2 separate regions of the Bos taurus genome follow, and region 2 is linked to region 1. A link is a contact called in public Hi-C data. All regions are on one chromosome and are shown on one strand. The core of a region is the stretch at or near the end of the contact, and the rest is flanking DNA. Distances in the headings are between cores, read along the strand shown. Region 1 has its middle 66 kb from the start of CAPZA2. Region 2 has its middle 53 kb from the start of CAV1.

Region 1 (5,549 bases), core at 1,332-3,831:
GAATGCATTTGAATCAGTTCTAATGATGTAGATGAAACTGGATCCTATTATACAGAGTGAAGTAAGTCAGAAAGAAAAACACCAATACAGTATATTAACACATATATGTGGAATTTAGAAAGATGGTAACGATGACCCTATATGCAAGACAGCAAAAGAGACACAAATATAAAGAACAGACTTTTGGATTCTGTGGGAGAAGGCGAGGGTGGGATGATTTGAGAGAATAGCTTTGAAACATTCATATTACCACATGTGAAACAGATTGCCAGTCCAGGTTCGATGCATGAGACAGGGTCCTCAGAGTGGGTGCACTGGGATGACCCTGAGGGATGGGATGGGGAGGGAGGTGGCAGGGGGGTTCAGGATCAGGAACACATGTACACCCATGGCTGATTCATGTCGATGTATGGCAAAAACCACTACAATATTGTAATTAGCCTCCAATATTAATTTTAAAAAATAAAATATTTTTTTTTAAAAACATGTTTCAGAAGGAAAATACCCACTGTTGAAACTACATAGATACTTTTTTCTGCAAATGAACTTAATTGATAAAAACAATAATGATAATAATAATGATCTCATCCCAAGACATGTCAGAGGAATTAATGACTGTCTGGAAGCTAATGGGCTAAGGTAATGCTCTCAGGAATTAGTCTTGCTTAATGAAATGCTGTTAGTTTAGTAAACGGATGCTTATAATGACAGAAAGTAAAAAACCAGAGCTGCCACCATCGAGCCTGCCTGATACACAGGGGAAAAAAAAGTTAATGTGTCATGTGCTGCTCTTACTCATTTTTTCTATTCATTTGTAATGTATCCTTTGTTTTTTTTTTCTTTCATACATCTATCTCCTACTTTTACTCTGAGGATATGTTTACTTAAGGATTGTTATACTGACAGAGATTTAAGCTGTTAATAAAAATGTAACTCCCTCTAGTGCAGACATATCAAACTTTAAATTATGATTACTTTGAACCATTTTAAGTATTCTGATGTGAAGAAAATGGATGCTCCATGTGGGCTTTAGAATATTGCTTCCAAAGTATAGTTGGCTTAGGAGTTATTACTGAATATCTGATTCCAAGATTGTTCTAACAACTGACCTCCTGATTCTGCTGTCTCTATATTGGCTCGTATGAAAGTGAAAGAAAGTGAAGTCTCTCAGTCGTGTCTGACTCTTTGCAACCCTGTGGACTGTAGCCTACCAGGCTCCTCCATCCATGGGATTTTCCAAGCAAGAGTACTGGAGTGGATTGCCATTTCCTTCTCCAGGGGATCTTCCCAACCCAGGGATCGAACCCAGGTCTCTCACATTGTAGGCAGATGCTTTACTGTCTGAGCCACTAGTCTAAAACCATCTGCCAAAATTATATATCTGACTTGGTCATCTTCCTGCTTGAAAACCTCTGCCCATTCCTAGATGGTCTCTGCATTAATATTTTTTGTTGTTTTGTTTTGTTTTTAATTACAAAATATATTCTCGTGGAAAAATATTTTACTTAGACTAAAAAATACACAGTACAGGAAATATCCTCTGACCACCTTCCCAATTCTCCATTCTCACTCCCTAAGAGTAATCAATATTAACACTTTCTTGTATATTCTTCCAGAAATTTCCACCCTGCATTAGTTCTCAACTAAGCCAAACACTTCAGAACATCATTCAGAAGTCCCCATCTTATTGGGGCTTGCCTGCTGACTCAGATAGTGAAGAATCTGCCTGCAATGTAGGAGACCCGGGTTCAGTCTTGGGTCAGGAAGATCCCCTGAAGGAGGACACAGCAACCCACTCCAGTTTTCTTGCCTGGAGGATCCCCATGGACAGAGGAGCCTGGTGGGCTACAGTCTATGGGGTCGCAAAGAGTCAGACACGACTGATGACTGAGCAACTAACACTTATTGACCAAACTACTACTCAGCATAATCTCCTCAGTCAAGGTGGCTGTCTCTCAACCTCTGTGACTGAAGTTCTACTAACTGTATCCTCTTTCTGATGCAAAGAGGGCCTACACTGTGCTCTTGGGGACACCTTCCCCCTACTCCGTAGCTGGCTTCTAATTTGGTGTCCCTTCAAACTGATATTCTTTAAATGTTTTCTCAATTTTTATTTAAATAGAGAAGAGATTTAAATGATTTTCTCATAATAAAAAAAATCTAAAGAACAAATTTACTTATTTCCATTTAACAAAGCAGAATCAATGCACTAAAAAGATCAACAAAATACTGTATTTTTCTAAAATTCTAGTTCTCCCAGTATTCCAAACTAAATTGCTTGGAAATTAAAAGAGTTTTAAACTTAGGTAATAAAAACAAATATCCCCCAAAACTAAAAAAAAAACCAAACCACCCATTCCTGATAAGAAGCATTCTGCGGGGGATTATTTCAGAATTTCAGGGCACAACTTTTAACTGACTCGACCTCTGTTTACGTGTGGTAAACATACACCACAGAGATGGGTTGTTTACTGTAGCAAGTTACTTTACTTCACTGCAACTGTCCTTTTGGCATAAGCTTACCAAACCTAATTTTGTCCATTACATAAGGAGCCACATGTGGAAACCTGAATCAGCTGACATCATATTACTGACTTAATCCAGTCATAATTCAGGGTCCAGTGACCTGGCAGGCACAGCCTCCCCCATCTTATTCTGCATAGAAGTACTATGGTATAAAGCTTGGATGGACACACTTTGGAATCAGATACTCTAGGTTTTAATCATTTCTACCACTTAACAGTGGTGAGATTTTGGACTAGTTGTTTAACTCTCCTAAGCCTCATTTTACACATTTGTAAAATGAAAATATGAATAGTGGCTTTCTTATAAGACTGTGTGAGGATTAAATGAAATGATGCATATAAAACTCTCAATAATAAGTGGCAGTAATATTTCTGGGGACCTTGATTTTTACTATAATTAACTGTTAATTACCTACCTGTCCCACAAAAACATTCTATGTGGAAAATGCTAGGATAAAATTACTACCAAACAGGTAAAAAGTTTAGCACAATCTAGAAATATGTGCGGAGAAGGCAATGGCAACCCACTCCAGTACTCTTGCCTGGAAAATCCCATGGATGGAGAAGCATGGTGGGCTGCAGTCCATGGAGTCGCTAAGAGTTGGACACGACTGAGCGACTTCACTTTCACTTTTCACTTTCATGCATTGGAGAAGGAAATGGCAACCCACTCCAGTGTTCTTGCCTGGAGAATCCCAGGGACGGCGGGGCCTGGTGGGCTGCCGTCTATGGGGTCGCACAGAGTCAGACACGACTGAAGCGACTTAGCAGCAGCAGCAGCAGAAATATGTGAAGGAAAAATTCATGAAAACTGACACTGGTTTTCTTCATCTTTTTAGTAATACCAGAACAGGGTCCTAACCTAGTCCTGGCTGACTTTACTACCTGTGTGACTCTCAATGTCGCTTAATTTTTCAAGTTGTACTTTTCCTGTCTATAAAGAATGAGAATAATTATACCTCACAATGCTGGTTGTAAATATTAAATAATGTTTTTATATAAATATTAAATGACTTAATATGTTTTATAAGGTATTATTATGGTTGTTAGACACATCAAAATATATTTTTAATTTTAAATATATCTTGGAATTCATCTGATTCGTAAAATTCTCTCTAACCTACTCTAGTTCTTCATTTGCTCCAACGGAATGTCTGGGGTTGTTTGCAGACATCTATACTTAGAATCAAAGTGCTCAAGACTGGAAAAGTCTGCAAATCTGGCCCCAGCCTCCAGACAGAAGTTCTGGGTGCTAATTGCTTGCTGACCCTTAAACAACTCCGCGTCCTATTCAGTGTTTAAAGTTTAGGGGTGAAATCACTGCCCCTTCTCAAAGATAATACAAATGCAGATCTAAAGTGGTGTCCTGAGCTAACAGACACAGTGAGTTTGAATCTCATCACAGCAGTATTTTTCCAACATAATAAATTACTCTTTGTTCAAGTCAGAAACTGAATTCACTTTATTTTCCAAAATCGGCTCTGCCAGGTTTCCTTGATTTAATTGTATCTTTTTTGTCTGCTGACAATGGAAAGCAGAAGAAAATAGTCTTGCTAAGGAAATGAAATATGACCAAGAAAAACAGGCATTCTCACACTATATGAGGTGGATTTTTTTTTCACATTCAATTTTTTATAAGAAAAAAGTCTTTACCCTTTGAAACAACAGCATTATTGTGGTGACTGTTTGGTCATATCTACACAGCCCAAAAGAAAATGTTGGAAAGAAAATTAACCAGTTCACAAGGGTATGGACAACATTATTTTTAAAAGGAAATGGTTCTTCATACATAGAAAGAATAATAAATGATAGCCAAAAAAAGTGAGAGATGAGGCAATTATTTAAATAATTCAAATAAAATATGTGTGATTAAAGCACCAGTGGAATTTAGGTAGACTCATTTAGAGGGAACACAAGTCAACCAAACTATTACTGCATTTCTTCGGTATATTTAGTTAAAATAGTCCTTGCTTTAATAAAATTGTCTTGCTCAGAGAAGAACTCTTTAAGTCCTACTTAGGGAGATCTTATAATGAATGAATAAGTGTTTAAAGCAAGAAAGGGTCAGGTTTTTGTCCCATCTCTGCCATCTACTCACTATTTGCCTATAAATAAATATGATTGTCCATTTATTCCATGTTAAAATGTTACTAAGAGCCTTCTACATAACACACACTGTTATAAGAAGGGAAAATACAGCAACAAATATACTAGACAGGACTGTTGCCCCCACAGGGCATTAATCCCAAAGTAGAGAGAAAGATGATCAGTTCAGTTCAGTTGCTCAGTCATGTCTGACTCTTTGCAACCCCATGAATCACAGCACGCCAGGCCTCCCTGTCCATCACCAACTCCCAGAGTTCCCAAACTCATGTCCATCGAGTCAGTGATGCCATCCAGCCATCTCATCCTCTGTTGTCCCCTTCTCCTCCTGCCCCCAATCCCTCCCAGCATCAGAGTCTTTTCCAATGAGTCAACTCTTTGCATGAGGTGGCCAAAGTACTGGATGCTTTAGCATCAGTCCTTCCAATGAACACCCAGGACTGATGTCCTTTAGAATGGACTGGTTGGATCTCCTTGCACTCCAAGGGACTCTCAAGAGTCTTCTTCAACACCACAGTTCAAAAACATCAATTCTTCGGCGCTTAGCTTTCTTCACAGTCCAACTCTCACATCCATACATGACCACTAGAAAAGCCATAGCCTTGACTAGACGAACCTTTATTGGCAAAGTAATGTCTCTGCTTTTGAATATGCTATCTATGTTGGGCATAACTGTCCTTCCAAGGAGTAAGCGTCTTTTAATTTCATGGCTGCAATCACCATCTGCAGTGATTTTGGAGCCCCAAAATATAAAGTCTGACACTGCTTCCACTGTTTACCCATCTACTTCCCATGAAGTGATGGGACCAGATGCCATGATCTTAGTTTTCTGAATGTTGAGCTTTAAGCCAACTTTTTCACTCTCCTCTTTCACTTTCATCAAGAGGCTCTTTAGCTCCTCTTCACTTTCTGCCGTAAGGG
Region 2 (5,549 bases), core at 2,065-4,564, 240 kb before region 1:
TTTCAGAAGTTAACTATCCACCACAATCCATTCTAAACACACATACATACACACACATCACTCTGTTAGTACTAAAGAATAACAAAGTAACTCAGATAATACAATAGTATTGCTCTCTCTTCTGAAGAGTTCTCTCCTGAATGGTTGAGAGGTTTGAACTCTTGCTTCTTCCCAGTCATAGGGCTTCACCTTAGAGTTCAATGTTTCCCTTCCCTTCAATGTCTTTCCATTAAGACTCCCATACAAATAAGCCTCTGGTGAATCACAGAGCTGGCTATTGATAACCACATCTGTGTGAGACAATTATGATTAGACAGCTTGTGTATGCCCTGTTCCTGGTTTTTCCAGTCAAAACACTGGAGCCATTCTTAAAAGCAAGTGCCATTCCAAAGCTTCAAGAGTCTCCCAATTTCCGATTATTTGTTCCATTTAACACCACAGTGCTTGTTCTTATTGGAATGTGGACACCTGGAAAAATTCTCACAGGAAAATGCCTGCCATGTATTGATTTTTTTCTTTCTTCCAGGAACAGAGGATGTTAATAAATTTTGGATTGTATCGACAAAGGTCACTGCACAGCTATCCTGAGGGACAGAGAATAACAGTTCTGCAAATCTTCTTCTTGAACATTCATCCTGTTACACCAGTATCTGCTTTGGAATGTGTCTCTTTCAGCTAGTGTTTCTTAAACTGTGGATGCAGACCTCTAACAGCATATTAAAATTGATTTAATGGTTAATGGTTTTCATTTTTAAATAAAAATAAGACAGAACAGAATGCGATGAAATGGGATGGCATGAGATGGCATGGGATGGGATAAAACAGGACAGAATAGAAATAACAAAACAGATCACAGATAGCAAGGGTAATATAATGACTTTAATATTACTTGTTTCAGTTTTATGAGTGTGGGTGTATGTTTGTGTGTGTGGTGAGTTGCAAATTAGAACATATTTCTTACTGAGGATAATACCAAAAAGGTATTTTAAGCCACTATCAAAATTTACATGGAGATAAATTTTCTTTGGGTCTCAAATAAAATGAAAGATAGTTATAATGTGAAGCTTCTACGTACCTACTGAAATTAGCTAGGAAGGAAGGTTAGGGGTAAATACCATCATGATCCCAAAATATGTGCCTGGAGAAAAAAATGTTATTTTTAAAGTGTCAGAATAAACCCTTCATGCAGCCCAGGCTATTTTCTGGAATAGTCGAGTTTTAGTTTGCTTTCTCCCAGAGGCAGACACTGAGACAAAAATCCACACGGTTTATTTGAGAAGAGCAGGAACCATCAGTTGGGAGCTATGAGTGATCAATCATGGTCAGTTTAATGTACATGGGAAAACTCAGGGAAATGGTCCACTAGACTAGAGAATAGGCATTTCTATTTAATTTCCGATTCTGCTGAAGCCTGCTTCTGGGGCTGGGAGGTGGAAGTGGCAGGTGTTAATTCCCTGGCACTTCCAGTCCGCCCTACTCCTGGGCAGAGCAAGCCAGAGAAGTTTCTACTTTTCCCACCGGAAAAAAAAAAAAAAAAATGCAGATACTGGGAATCTGCCACCATGAACGGAAGGGGAATTTGCTGAAGTTCCATAGTCACCTGGATTCCCCTGAGTTAAAATGGACAGATTCAAGGCATCTCCAAATCCTGTGCAGGGAAAGGCCTCACCTGCAGGGGGTATTACTCACAGGTGTGGAATAATTCCTCAGGGCTACCCGGGTGACTGGTAATTTCATACTTTCTCATCAATCATTCAGCTACAGATTCACAAGGTGGTTCTGCCAAGTTGTCTGGCCAGGTAAATAAATGGAAACCAAGATGGGTTTAGATCTGTAGCAAAATAAACCTTGGAGACTTAACCACAATGTCAACTAGATTCAGAGAGAAACTTTATATTCTTCAACTCCAGCTAACTGAAGAAACTCAACACCTTTGCCCTAGTCAGCTGCAGGGTTAATTCTATCGAATCTGATAGAGCATCAGAGACTCCTCTCCATCAAGTGGTGTATGTGAGTCTGGACTAGTTTGTGCAGGAGACTCTCTTACCTTTCCTCCTGAACCCACAGCAAGACCAAATTTCCCAACCTTTCTTGCAGTGGCCATGTGACTCAGATCTGGCACTGAAATGTGGGAAGAAATTATGTGCTCTATTTCCTGGTCTGAGCTATAAAAACTCTCACATGTTCCTCCATTTTTTAGCTGGATGTCTGTAGACTAAGGGCATCTATGAAAACCACATGTTGAAACAAGAGTATCTCTTAGCCTGGGTCCTCCAAAGACTGTGCAGAGGAAAGCACCATCCCCTACCCCATTCCACTCTCCAGCACTAGTGGGCTCTTACATGAGTAAAATCTGAGTTACCAAAATTTCAGGGTTTATCTGTTACAGCAGCTGCACTTAGATTAAACAACACAGCCACCCATGACAGAGGCTAGGCTCGCAGCAAGATTGGTCACTCCAGCTGTTGGCTGCCTGCTCCCCTCTCCCTCACAGTTGTTCCAGGATTCTTCACTGCCCAAGGAGGTAGTTTTAGACATACAGGGTGAAAAGATGGCTAGGAGACACTGTCTTGGACATGTTTCTCAAGGGAAAATCTTTCATTTTTGCATGTTTTGTGACAAGAATTTTCCATGGCCATGCAGTGAGTCAGAAGCAAAGCAAGGATTCATGTTCTCGCCTGCTAGGGCATCTCCCCACCTCCAGGATGGGGTCTAGGTTCTGTGCTGTGAGATGTGGGGAATCAATTTACAATAAGGGTCAGGAAATCAGGATTCTACCTTCTGTCTTAGACTAATGAGAAGACTTTAAGCCTACCAGCCTCAAATAGTTTTAAATCATCTGGAAAATCCCTTTTTGGTCTAAATATAGCACCAATCCCTCTCCCACGTGACTTTATCCCATTAGTATCTTCATGTCATTAGAAATGCATATTCTCATTGTTTAATCTCTAAACTACATAGTCTGATTCACTTATACAAAGAAGAAAATTGAAAGTTCTACCCTATAGTGTCATCACACTTAGCAGCTAAGTGCTGCCACCAAGATGTACAAGCAAGTTAGTTTAAGAATTGGGAAGGAAACATGTTCTAACAGGGTTCCTGAGGCTCTGGACTCTGGGTCTGGTCACCAGGACCAGCTTGTTTCCTCCAGAAAAGAGTTCATGAAGTTCCCGCAGTTTTGTGTGTCCTCAGAGAATTTAGGAACGTTGCTTCAGCCCTACCCTGAGAAGAAAGACTGCTCAGAGCAGTGTAAAAAGCACAGGGCAAAGAATGGGGGAGGAGGCTCATGACATGTAGCAGGCCTCCGTTTGCAGAGAAACAGCTAAGCTGGGAGTGCCTTGCTTAGCCTATATTTAGTTTATCCAGTGACATCTTTGCACCTCAACACCATCTCTCACGCTAGCAAAGGCCAGAGACCAATCATTTTTCTCATTGTAACAAGGCTCTGACTCACTAGTTCTAAAAAATATATGAGAACAATAAGACCCAAGGGGACAAGAAAATTCAAAAAAATAATAATTAAAAAAACAGTTGAGCATTCCCTGTAGGCTGAATTAAAAAAAAAAAAACAAAAACATGATGGTCCTAGAAGTTTTCCAAGAGGCCTCTAGCAAGCTCTTTTATCATTAAGAGCACAAATTCAAACTGCACCAAACACTAGTTTATAATTTCCAATGATGTCTGAAAAACATAAGACTATTTTTATAATGAGTGTTTGCAAAACAAAAAAACTGTTAGCACCAACCACAGACTAGCACCGTGTCTCACTGCCAATAGTCTTTGAGAGGCTGATTCCAAATGTGAGAGGTGCCACATTCAAGCCAAGTGGTGGCCTGTTTGGTTTCATCTTGACCCCCCAAAAAGGTTAGAGACAAACTGAATATTTTTCAATCAAATCTCTTCTAAATCTATGCAACTTACTGCAGAGGTTGGCAAACTTTTTCTGGACCAGATAGTAATTATTTTTAGGCTTTGCAGGACATACGGTCTTTGTCACAACTAGTTAACTTTGCCATTCCACACACTGGCTGTGTTCCAATAACACACTATTTTATTGGGAAAAAGTAGGCAGCAGGCTGAATTTAGCCTGTGGCCATAGTCTGTTATGGCTTCCCTGGTGGCTTAGACGGTAAAGCGTCTGCCTGCAATGAGGGAGACCCGGGTTCAATGCCTGGGTTGGGAAGATCCCCTGCAGAAGGAAATGGCAATCCACTCCAGCATTCTTGCCTGGAAAATCCCATGGACATAGGAGCCTGATAGTCTACAGTCCATGGGGTTGCAAAGAGTCGGACACAACTGAGTGACTTCACTTTCACTTTCATAGTTTACTAATCTCTGACTTAATGCTCAGAGCCACCATTGATGAGGCCAGACTCACAAATACTACCTAGGGCTTCACCCTCGGTCCTATGGCCGGGTATGTTCCCCCATCCCCACCCCAGTTAGTTGTTTCAAAAACTGTGTCCTGGTCAAGAAAGCCAAGCGAGAGAAAGTGAATCTATCCTTGTTTTTCTATCAGCACCACAATATTATCACTCAAACTCTAACTTTGTAGGAAACAGAAAGTTACTGGAAATCTGAAATAACTATATATTCTTTTAAGTCTGAACCTGAAAAGAGAATGAAATCTCTGGCAACTCCTGCATCCATCAGCAGGAATTGGACTTTAAGCCAACTAACTTCTATGAGGTTGGGCCTTTGTAAGACCTGGCTTAGACCAAGTTCCAGGGCCATAATATAAGATTTGGTTTCCAGGAAGGACTGACACCAGAGCTGTGCAAGGAATATTTGTGGCATGCAGCACATGGGAGACTTAATTAGTTCTTGTATTAAAAAAAATATTAATGAATGGTTGAGTGGTCCACCCAAGTCTGGTCATTTCTAATTTCATAGTACCTGATTGAGGTTCTTTAGCAAAATAACAAAAATAATTACCTACCTGATAACAAAATGCAGGCTTATAAATAATTCATTTAAGCAAGTATGACTAATACATTTTCCCCAAGGAAGGGGTAAACTCTTACCATCCCAAATAAAATCTCAAAATCTAGGTTTTGGTTCTGTCTCTTCTCATAAGGCAAAAAGCATGGAGTTGAATGAGAAAAGAGGAGGGCCTTTTTCTTTTTTAGTCAGAATAATTTTTATAAAATAGGAATTATGAAAGAGATCAGGACCTATACCGTATATATATTATAAGGCTATAAGGATTCAATGAGTTAATTAATACCAAAATCTCAACACAGTTCTTAAACATTATCTCTTAGCACCAATTATCTTCTTCTTGAGTTCTCAGTTTTGAACTTTCCATTTGTACTTTCCAAATGGCACTAGTGATAAAGAACCCACCTGCCAATACAGAAGAGACATAAGAGTTTATGGTTCGATCCCTGGGTTGGGAAGATTTCCTGGAGGAGGGCATGGAAACCCACTCCAGCAGTCTTGCTTGGAGAATTCCCATGGACAGAGGAGCCTGGAGGGCTACAGTCCATGGGATCTCAAAGAGTCAGACACGGCTGAAGCGACTTAGCACAAGCACGCACCTTTCAAAC

The links. Hi-C and Micro-C count contacts between places; a contact is called where the count stands out from the background.
Region 2: a Hi-C map of skeletal muscle shows a contact between it and region 1, with 5 times the contacts expected there. The contact joins two enhancer-like sites. A contact is called at or near these places in 2 of 11 Hi-C or Micro-C datasets (liver and skeletal muscle).

What each region holds. Positions count from the first base shown.
Region 1 is chr4:51,609,568-51,615,116 of ARS-UCD2.0, reverse strand. No RefSeq gene overlaps it. Among named protein-coding and RNA genes, the nearest start is that of CAPZA2, 66 kb to the right of the region's middle. Within about 2 kb of position 2,581, at least 2 of the 102 cell types and tissues checked have an H3K27ac peak or open chromatin away from gene starts, as enhancers often do. A contact at or near this core is called in skeletal muscle, where this site is marked.
Region 2 is chr4:51,845,881-51,851,429 of ARS-UCD2.0, reverse strand. No RefSeq gene overlaps it. Among named protein-coding and RNA genes, the nearest start is that of CAV1, 53 kb to the left of the region's middle. Within about 2 kb of position 3,314, at least 12 of the 102 cell types and tissues checked have an H3K27ac peak or open chromatin away from gene starts, as enhancers often do. A contact at or near this core is called in skeletal muscle, where this site is marked.